Regions from separate parts of the Rattus norvegicus genome. Here region 2 is linked to region 1. Evidence: chromatin contacts called from public Hi-C data. All regions are on one chromosome and are shown on one strand. Each heading gives the region's core, a stretch centred on a gene start, on an enhancer-like site or on the middle of the called end of the contact. The rest is flanking DNA. Distances are from core to core; before and after follow the strand shown. Region 1 has its middle 98 kb from the start of Trim24. Region 2 holds the start of Trim24 (tripartite motif-containing 24).

Region 1 (5,443 bases), core at 2,796-5,295:
GGTACATAGCTGGACAGAGCATGGATTGATTTTTTTTTATAATTACGTGCTAAATCGGGTGACAGCCGTCACGCCGTGCTAACACTCTATCTCCTAATGCTATCACACTGGGAACCCCTTACCTTTTCTCATTTACCTTTTCTCTTTATCCATTCTGTTCTGTCAAGGCCAGCCTCTATGTCTCTAACTGGCGGTCTCTTGGCTCAAAAGAACAGAAAATGAAACACCTTTTAACCTAAAAGTGCTGTAGTCTCACTGGATGCACCTGAATCATAAATATTTTTCCCAAGTGTAGGGTCTCTATGTATTGTCAGCATAAAAAAAATACTTACAGAAAAAGACAACAAATTCTTTCCTTCCACCTTTCTGTAGATTCCAGGAATCCCTCTCAGGTCCTCAGGTACAGCAAGCAGGCTACTCACTAAGCCAGCTGATCTGCCTAGCAAAATCCTTTCCAATTGCAAATTGTTTTTATTCACTAGTTACCAATATTTTTCCCAGGTGTAGGGTCTCTATGTATTGTTGGCATAAAAAAAATACTTAAAGGAAAAGATAGAGAAGCAGAGAGGGAGGATTCTGTTCTGGAATGAACATAAATCAACAAATTCAGAGTACATACCCAATGGTGACCTGGAGCTGTCATAGGCATGGGGAGGAGTGTAACAAAAAGCAGAGGTTTCCCAAGGGCAAATATAGAGGATTGCATAAGTTGTTCAAAATCAATTATCCTTTGCTACAAAGGTCTGTATCATGGGTGCCATGCACAGGTTATCAGGTAACCTCACTGTGATGTTCTTCATGTGTAACAACGTGATCATTGGGCAGGGTGATGGTTTACAAAGAATCTTTATAATGATTTGGGTGCTTTGCTTTGCTTTTTGCTCTGTTTTGTTTTGCTTTGCTGGTCATTTTATCATGATAGGTTAACCATGACCTCCTGGTCCCTGGCTCCACTTACTTTGGTGAGTCCATTTTGGTACTATTTCTTTTTCAATTTATCTAGAAAGCAGTGTGCCTGTGTCCTGTGAGCATAACAGCATTTGGAAGTCCATTCTGCTCTAGACCTACAGCTGACCATCCAGCCTTTCACCAAAGAATCCAATGTTGCCATCTCTAGCCATACTCCTTGGCTCTCACTATCCCCCAGAGTAAAAGCCCTCCACTATGGCTTACATGTCTTCAAACTTGCACAGTGTCTCATTCATTTTCTGCACTTGAACAGAAGTTCCATCCAGAGCAAGCACAAGTGACCCTGTGACCACTGTCCATAACTACAGCCATTTCTTAACCACCTCTGTGCTGAAGCTAATATCTTGTGACTGATGGACTTAAAACCCTTGGAATCTATTAATTAACAGATCCACTAGCTTCCACCTACCCAAAAGCTAAGACCACCATCAGACAGCATCTTGGGTCTATAGAAAGGCCCTCCTCCATCTTTCTGTAACACCTCTCTAATGTACCCACCAATGTATTTTAAATGTGCTTCAATTTATGACTGTCTTTGTTCTGTAAAACTATAAAATTGCATGAAATTGCTTTCATTTTAGATCACGGGATTCAGAGTAATCTAAATCTGTTTCTGGTCCATAACCACTCAAAATGACTCCAGAGTAAAGTATCTTTTATTCTGTTTAAGATGAGAGATGTGGTTCTTGCATTGACAAGATCCTGTCTCCCAAAAAATTGGTCAGTGAGGAAGCAGGGTTGTTCCAGGATACACCAACAATATTTTTGGTCTTGTCCATCAGCCAAAACTGGTTGCATATAAGGCTTTAAAAGACAATTTGACTTTCCCAGTCTCTGTGGAAAAGCTCATAATGACCAGTAGCTATCACAAAATGGAACTTGAAGTCAGCTAAACCCATTTTGGTAGTTTGAATAGATTTGGCCCCCAGATACTCATGTGCTTAATGCTTGGCCCACAGCTTGGCCTATTAGGAAGTATTGCCTTGTTGGAAGAAGTGACCTACTCTGTGGGCGTGGGTTTTGACCTAGTATGGAAGGGCGCCTGCCTGAAAAAGCCAATCCCTTTCTGCTGCCTGCAGATCAAGACATAGAATTCTTGACTTCTCTAGCACCAAGTCTGCTTGCTTGCTGCCATGTTTTCCACCAGGACAATAATGGACTAAACCTCTGACACTGTAAGCCAGTCCCAATTAAATGTTTGCTGTTATAAGAGTACCTCTTCACAGCCATAAAATCCATATGCACCCATAGAATTTTTGGGAGACATATCATGCTTCCTGTCTGTCTTTCCTTCATTCTTGGGAACAAAGGGTTTATTATAGCCTATGGCTTATAGCCTATAAGTTACATCATGAAAGGAAGTCATGTTTTGTTTTCAGGAACCTGAAAACAAAAGCCAGGAGGAATGCTGCTTAATATCTAACTTGCTCCCAGGCTTGCTTAGCTATCTTTCCTGTATAGCTCTAACCCATCTCTCTATGGACATCATGGTCCACAATGAGTTGAGCCCCTCTACATTCTCAAATTGTCAATTTACAATCAGGACAGCTCTACATATAAACACTGCAATCATCTACAGGCCAATATGATCTGGGTAATCCCTCAATTGAGACAGGTCAGTGTCTAAGACACACACGTAGGAGGAAGAAACCCGAAATTAGGCATGCTTTCAACTCTAGTTGTCTGAATTAGGGTTTCTACTGCTGTGATGAAACACCATGACCAAAAGCATTTTAGAGAGGAGCTATTTATTTGCTTATGCTTTTAAATCACTGTCCATCACTGAAAGACATCAAGGCAGGAAGTTGGAGGTAGGAACTGATGCAGAGGCAATGGAAGAGTGCTGCTTACTGACTTGCTTCTTATGGCTTGCTCAGTCTGCGTTCTTATAAAACCCAGGGCCACCAGCTCAGGAATGGCACAAAGAGTTGGGCACCCCCACATCAATCACCAATTAATAAAATGCCCTACAGGCTTGTCTACAGCCCAATCTCATAGAGGCATTTTCTCAATCAAGGTTTAAGATGAAGCATCTTATGCCAAATTCACATAAAACTATCCAGAACATCATCACTTAATAGGCAACGGCAATGGGTCTCTGAGTTCAAGGCCAGCTTAATCTACCTAGTGAGGGGGAGGACAGCCTTCGACTACACAGTGAAACCCTGTCTCAAAATAAGAAAACAACAACAAAACCCTCGTATCGTTTTGTTTTACATTTAAACTCTACTAGTGCTTAAAGTTTATGCAGACAAGTTTAAATTTTTTGGACAAAGACTCAGGGCTCTGCTCCATGGACTTATTTGTCCAGAGTAAAATTTAAACATTAGGTTTCTGTAATTAATTTTTAAAGAGAAATTATAAAAACTTTCTATTCTCACTGTCAGCTTGACGGTATTTGGAGTCACCATGGAAACACATCTCTGAGTGTGTCTATGAATGTGCTTTCAGAAAGACTTAACAGAACAGGCAGTGTACATCATATGACCAGCATATGACCATTCCTCTGGTTGGGCAGGGGGAGGGGTATATGGGAAGAATGTACAATTGGCTCAGCCCAGGACATGTCCAATCAGTCTCTTGCTGTTACTTCAGTCTTTTCCTAGCCCTAAAAACAATTCTTTTTAAATTAAGATCTATTTATTATTAGGGTATATTATTATGGAAGGAGGTCTTGCCATAGTGCTTGTGCAGGTTCAGAGAACAATTATGAAGTTTGTTTTCTCCTTTCATTTTTGCAAGAGTTCTGGGGATCCAACTCAGGTTGTCAGGGTTGACCAGAAAGTGCTCACCCAATGAGCAGCCAATGAAAAAGCTTCTGCATAAAATAGCCCCATGAACCCCTCCATACTTAGGAGTTTCATTTTCCCTTAATTCTCCTGGAATAGAGATTAACCTTTTCATAATGACTCAAAATGTAACAGGCTCCCAAACCTTAACACAGCTGATTCTCAAAGAGCTAAAGTTGGGGTCAATGTAAGGTCAGTGGAAAAATTCCACCACAAACCTTGGAGCACAAAGAACCCTCCCTTCCAGGAAGGGTAGAGCTGGTTTAGTTCCTAGAACAACTGCAAGCCAAATTGTCAAACAAAGCCACCTCTGATTCCCAACCAACCCCTTTGGAAAGTCCCTGACAGTCCACTGACCGCGAGTCAGTTTGAAGGTCACTTCGCCCCACCAACAGTAGCCTGACTAGTTACTATTGTTTGAATTCTACCCTTATTGTTTGAAATCTGCCTTTATCAAAGATATATAACTCTCTGTTCAAGTCTGCTCAGGGTCGTCTCCCTCTCAAACTGGGGCGACCGCAATTTGCTGGAACAATAAAAACTCCTCTTGCTTTTACATTGATCACCACCTCTGTGAGTCTCATTCAAGGGGTTCTGGTAAGGTCCAACTTGAACCTCACAACTCCATGATGGAAGGAAGTACCTTTCAGGCCATACAGCTCAGCATGTAAATAGCACAACCAGTCAAAATGAAAACAAAGACCTAATTCACCAAAGTTCATAGTTCTGGAAAGCTCTCTAAATGTACTAACCTTACTTTTTTAGCTTCTGTAGTTCTGCTTCTGTCTAACTATTCTTGTTAACTGAAATATGTTAACCCAGGATATATATTTTGTGCTTAAAAGCTCACCATGAGAAAGGCTTAGAGCTATAATGGGATTGCCAAACATCCAGTCTAGTTGCTAGCTGGCTAACAAAGACTTTCTATTGGTTTAAACCCATGTCTAAGTAGTTGTTTCTGGTGAATATCGCACAACAAAAGACAGATGAATTAGGGAAAGGCTCACCCCAGCATAAGAAATGACCCACTGTATTAGTCAAGGTTTTACTGCTGTGAAGAGACACCATGACCATGGCAAGTCTTATAAAGGACAACATTTAATTGGGGCTGGCTTACAAGTTCAGACAATTATTGTCAAGGCAAGAGCGCGGCAGCATCTAGGCAGGCATGGTGCAGGAGGAGCTTAGAGTTATACATCTTCATCTGGAAGTTGTTAGCAGAATATTAACTTCCAGACAGCTAAAGTGAGGGTCTGAAGCCCACACCCATAGTTATATAACTACTCCAACAAGACCTCACCTTCCAATAGTGCCATTCCCTGGACCAAGCATATAAAAACCATCACACCCACAAAAGCTGCATCCCTGGAAGCATCCTTTACAACCTGCAGGTCTCTCAGCCAGCTAGAGTCTCCTTTCTGCATCAGTTGTCCAAGCTTATACAACTTCAGGAACTTCCTCATACTTCTGAGTTGTGTACTTCCCGAGCCTTACTTAGTTTTGCTTCTTCCTGCTATTAATGAGCCTCAATCCAGAAGAGAAAGCTTTAATTCAGAGGAAATTGCTACAAATATCCCCCTGCCCCTAACTCTGGGTGCTGTGGCCAAAGTTTTGTGCCACCCCCAGGTGAGTACATTGGTTAATCTGTTTCCTAACAATAGAAATTTGAGGGGTTGGGGATTTAG
Region 2 (5,073 bases), core at 2,469-4,968, 97 kb after region 1:
CGTGTGTGTGTGTGTGTGTGTGCTCGTGCGTGCATGAACATGTGAATATATGTGCTTGTGGAAGTCAGAAGGAGGAGGAGTTGGATCCCTTGGCTCTGGAGTTATAGGCAGTTATAACTCTCTATATGTGTGCTAGAAACTGAACTTGGGTCCTCTAGAAGGGCTGCAAGCACTCTTAACTGCTGAACCATCTCTCCAACGCCCAAGACATTCCCTCCCTCCCCCTCCCCTCATCCCACCTCTCCCCCTCTCCCTCCCTCCTCCTTTCTCTGTGTATATAATTTTGGTCCAAGACTGAATCCCCAAAGATACAAAACATGTTACAAAGACTGGTGTAGTAAGAATCCAGAAATTTTGGTTTCTTTAAAAAACACAGAAATCCATAAGAATGCGTTTTCGTTTGGACCCCAGCTATAGGGATGTGCTGCTGCTTTGGACTGTCCGCAGCAGCTGACTGTGATTCAGTTTTGTCAGTTGCAGACAGCTTCTGCGATTGTGTGCTGTGGAATTCAGGGAACTTTTCAGAGGGTACGTAAACTTGAGGACCTGTGTGAAATGGAGCTGACCAATGAAGTTGGTCATTTAGTAGTGTCGGCGCCAGCACCGACACGGTACCGAGAATCGGGCGAAAGCCTGCGGGATGAAAGAAACACACACACACACACACACACACACACACACACACACACACACACACACAGGTTATCATGTCAAGCCAGGAGAGGAAGAGAGGAAGGGAGAGAGAGAGAGAGAGAGAGAGAGAGAGAGAGAGAGAGAGAGAGAGAGAGAGAGGAAGAGCAGAAGAGAGGAAGAGCGGAAGAGCGGAAGAGCGGAAGAGCGGAAGAGGGAGTGAGAGTCTCCTGTAGCTTTATTCACCACTTATATACCCAAGTCTCCAGGTAGAAAATAACTGGGAAGCACAGTGGGAAACCCTGGCTCGTGACTACCTGGCTCGTGACTTCGGTAACAAAAGACTGACTAGGAGACCTGAATTAATTAGGGAGAAATCCCAGAAGACCAGCCTAAATCTCAAGGATAAAGGCTGAGGAAGCAAAAGTAAATTGACCACCACCCAGGTGTGGTCCAGATGTGTGGGTTCCACATGCATCAGCCAGGCTCAGCAGAGGTCATGCAGTGGAGACACCGGGTGTTACTACTTGGTCTTTTCTTCCTGTGCCGTAAATACATGGGAGAGGCCTCTGTTCAACAATCCCATGACTTTAACTGTGCCCATACAGTTACAAAGTGGCCAGGCCCAAATCCAATATGGCTCACTACATAGTAGTTGGTTGCCATTCACTAGTAGCCGTGGTCAAAGAAGAAACAAAAGGAAAGAAATTAGACTCGGGGGTTTTCCTAATTCCTCTCTCCTCTATCCTTGTTTCTCCTATCTAGTGTTAGGGGGTGAAACTGGGGAGGAAGGTTGGGAGAAAGAAGAACCCACAAAGTAGAGAAGACCAGCTACAGGCTAGGAGGGTGGTCTGTACAAAATTAACAGCCATTGAAGACTAAGTGGCAGAACCTGATACTGGAAACCTATTAACCCTACCTCTGTCTCGGAAAGCTGTTATGATTGCCTTGTTAAATTCTACTCCTGTAACCCTGCTTACTTTCCCCAATCTGGAAACCACCTACCCCTGACCTATAAAAACCTTGTCATCCTCATGTCCAAGGCAGACTTCTTGAACCCCACCTTGGCGGGGAGACAGCCTATGTACATAAATAAAAATGTTTGCTTTAATTAATTGCTTGCTTGCTTTAATAAATTTGGTCATGATGATTTAGTTCAGTGGCCTTTCTCCTCAAGTCTTTGGGAACTACAGCACATGGACTTTAGTCCTGTGTGTACAATAGCTCGTCTCCTCTCAAGGTATTCTTCAACCTCTACAAAGTTTTGCCCAGCTTTTTGTTGTTTTTAAAGACAAGGTTTCTCTGTGTAGCCCTGGCTTCCTGGCTCTGTAGATCAGGCTGGCCTTGAATTCAGAGATCTGCCTGCCTCTGCCTCTCATGGGCTGGAATTAAAGGTATGTACCACTGCGCCTGACTTTTTATGCTTTTGACTGAAAATGTAATTTCCGTTATTCTTACTAACGATCCATTAAGGGAAAGATGCTGCCTACTAACCAAAAACCAATGAAATCTATCTCTGAGGTAGAGCCATAAATCTTAGTCCAACTGGCTCTGCCAATCACCTGGATAAGGGACCATCCCTTAGAAAGGTAGGTTCACCTAAAGCCATGCAAAAGGAGGAATAACCTACCCTTTAATGAAACAGGCAGACTTTCTCTTCCCAAAATTCCTGGCCACTATCGCAGTCGTTTCAGATTCCCGATGAGCTTCTCCATGATTTCTGTCTACTGTCCCAGAAACACTCAACCTTCTCTTTGTCTTCTCAGTTCTTTTGGGTGCTGGCCTAATATACTTTCTCTGGTAGTTTGGGCTTTCCTCCCTCATTCTCTAAAGCTTCCCTCCTGGCCACGCGGCTGCTTGTAACCCATGGAGCTGACTTCTATGTCTGTCTAACACAAATGGCCTGGCCTCTCTCCCACTTCTCCATCTTCTTCTGGATAGCTGCCACGGTTTACAGCCTGCCTGCACAGATGCTTTGTTTTGTATCCTTTCTTTTCAACTCTAATAAATTTTCCTCAAGCTTCCTTTTGAGTTTCTTCTTAAATTCTTTTATTAATGAGACTAAGAACCTCAGGAGGGAACTCTGATTTCCCTAGTAACAGGTGGCAACTCCCATGGGACTCCCCAGAATTTCCGGTAACAAGCTCGGGAGGATGACATGTAATATAATACTGAAACTCTTAACACCAGTTTGAGGTTTTTCTTTTTCTTTCTTTTTTTTTTTTTCTTTTTCAGTTTCCTCCTCCCCTTTTTGAGACAGGGTTTAACATTGACTATAACCAAGAATAATCTTGAATTTGTAGTGATTCTCCTGCCTTTGTCTCTAGAGTATTAGAAGTATAGGTGTGTGCCACCAACTCTGGCTTTTTTTTTTTTTTTAAGAATTTAATATTCACGTACTTAAGACACTTGCAGATCGTTTATTTAGTCCTCAAAAATATTAACTGCTTTTATTCACTTAAGCAAAATTAATTTCACCTTTTCCCATTGAGATCTTTAAAGTTCCGACAAATTTGTAATCTCTTCCCCTATACATCACTCCCATTCATTCATCACAGAAATAAATTCAGGCCACCAAAAAAAAAAAAAAAATTCAAGCTGCCTGCACACTCCCCCTCTCACACAATGTGGGCTCATACAACGAGGTTTTGAATCTTTTCTCTGTTGCACGTAACTTACTTCAGCCCTCCCAAGATCTTACTCCTTTCACCATTCAAGTCTTTAAGTAGTAAAAGCAGCTTTCCGAGCAGTTTCTTAATTAATCAGGTTGGGGAGACTAGGTAGAGCCCCGCCCCTTGGGCGGGGCCACAGCGGCGGGCGGAACCCGATGTCTACTCTGGCTGCTTTACAGACGATTCCTTTACAATCTTCAGAAGAGAGACCCACACAGAGACAGCCAATCAATGGCCGCGGTCCTCGGCGTCCGGAGCGGGGCTAGCCCCGCCCACTCCCAACCTCCCGCGGGGGCCGTCCGAGCCTCGCGGGCTCCCGCAGGCCCCGCCCCCTGGGCAGGCGCGGCGGTCATTGGATGGCACTCAGCTCGCAGTCGCCGCGGTTGCTGGGAGAGGGAGGTGGGGGCGGGGCCCACGGTGGTCCAAGGGGCCCGAGAGAAAGGCTGCTAGGCGCGGGCGGGCGCGCTGGGCGGAATCGAGCGTCTCGGTGGCGGTTTGCCTGGCGGCCCGCGCGGCGGCGTCGCGGTGCGGGAACCGGTCCCCGTTGACAGCTCCGCGTCTTCCGGCCGCGCCACTCGGGAAGTGGCTTCCTCCCTGCGCTCCCTCCGCGAATACGCGCGGCCTCGGAAGAGAAGCGGGAGGCGGCGGCAGCAGCGGAGGTCGTCGGGGGCGGCGGGCGGTGAGCGCGCTCCCGCTTTCCCGGCGGCGGCCGCAGGACAATGGAGGTGGCTGTGGAGAAGGCAGCGGCGGCGGCGGCTCTGGCCGGGGCCCCCGCAGCGGCGGCGCCGAGCGGGGAGAATGAGGCCGAGAGCCGGCAGGGCCCGGACTCGGAAAGCGGCGGCGAGGTGTCCCGGCTCAACCTGTTGGACACTTGCGCCGTGTGCCACCAGAACATCCAGAGCCGGGTGCCCAAGCTGCTGCCCTGCCTGCACTCGTTCTGCCAGCGCTGCTTGCCCGCACCCCAGCGCTATCTCATGCTGACGGCGCCCTCGCTGGGCTCAGCAGAGACCCCTCCACCGGCTCCTGTCCCCGCCCCCGCCCCGGGCTCCCCGGCCGGTGGTCCTTCGCCATTCGCCACCCAAGGTGAGAGGGGCCCGCGAGGTGGCGGGCGCGACCCGCTGTCACGAGGCTGTGGAGGGGGTGAAAAGGACCAGTGCCGGTCGAGCGACTCAGCGGTCCCTCACTTTTTGCAGAGCTCTGACGGTTGTGGCGAGTTAGCAGCTCCCCGCTGCCTTCGCGAAGCTTTGTCCGGGTGCATATGATCCGGATCAGCTCGTGTACACCCGGGTTATGCGAGCTAGAAAGGGGGAGGGAGAGGTGGAGATGAAGTGATGGGATTTTCTTTGATGATTGATTGCAGATTGGCTGCCGTCTGTTTCGAATCTTGTGCGTTCCGGGCTTTTTACCGTAATGAGTTCCCTCTCTATCCCCTCCGTTGAGGACAAAGGAACCAGAAGAAGGAGTTTTGTTGTCTGCTGCTTTCGAAGATTTTATTTTGAGAGATTCAATAAAGGATAGAAAGTAAATAGACTTCCAAAGTGTTTTGTAAGCAGTAGTTGGAAGTTACTTTCTCTTTTGTGGCGTTATCGGGTAATTAGTTTTTGACAGGTAGTTTCCATTGCTTATGTTAACAGGTTTGAAGCATTTAAAGTGATTTGAAGTGCAGTAATTATTTCTGGGAGAACGCTTGAAGTTTTTAACTTTTAATAATGCAAATATTTGGGCAAATTTGCGTCTTTAAAATAGTAACCGCAAGTCTTTTTCTATTGCT

Evidence for each region. Hi-C and Micro-C count contacts between places; a contact is called where the count stands out from the background.
Region 2: a Hi-C map of Schwann cells shows a contact between it and region 1, with 2.3 times the contacts expected there. The contact joins the promoter of Trim24 here to the enhancer-like site in region 1. A contact is called at or near these places in 2 of 12 Hi-C or Micro-C datasets (Schwann cells and liver).

The regions. Positions count from the first base shown.
Region 1 is chr4:67,433,341-67,438,783 of GRCr8, forward strand. No RefSeq gene overlaps it. Among named protein-coding and RNA genes, the nearest start is that of Trim24, 98 kb to the right of the region's middle. Within about 2 kb of position 4,046, at least 3 of the 93 cell types and tissues checked have an H3K27ac peak or open chromatin away from gene starts, as enhancers often do. A contact at or near this core is called in Schwann cells, where this site is marked.
Region 2 is chr4:67,530,617-67,535,689 of GRCr8, forward strand. Trim24 (tripartite motif-containing 24) reads left to right here and starts at 3,719. Exons shown (of 19, transcript NM_001395753.1): 1 at 3,719-4,385. The coding sequence starts at 4,022. It also overlaps the pseudogene Hmgb1-ps18.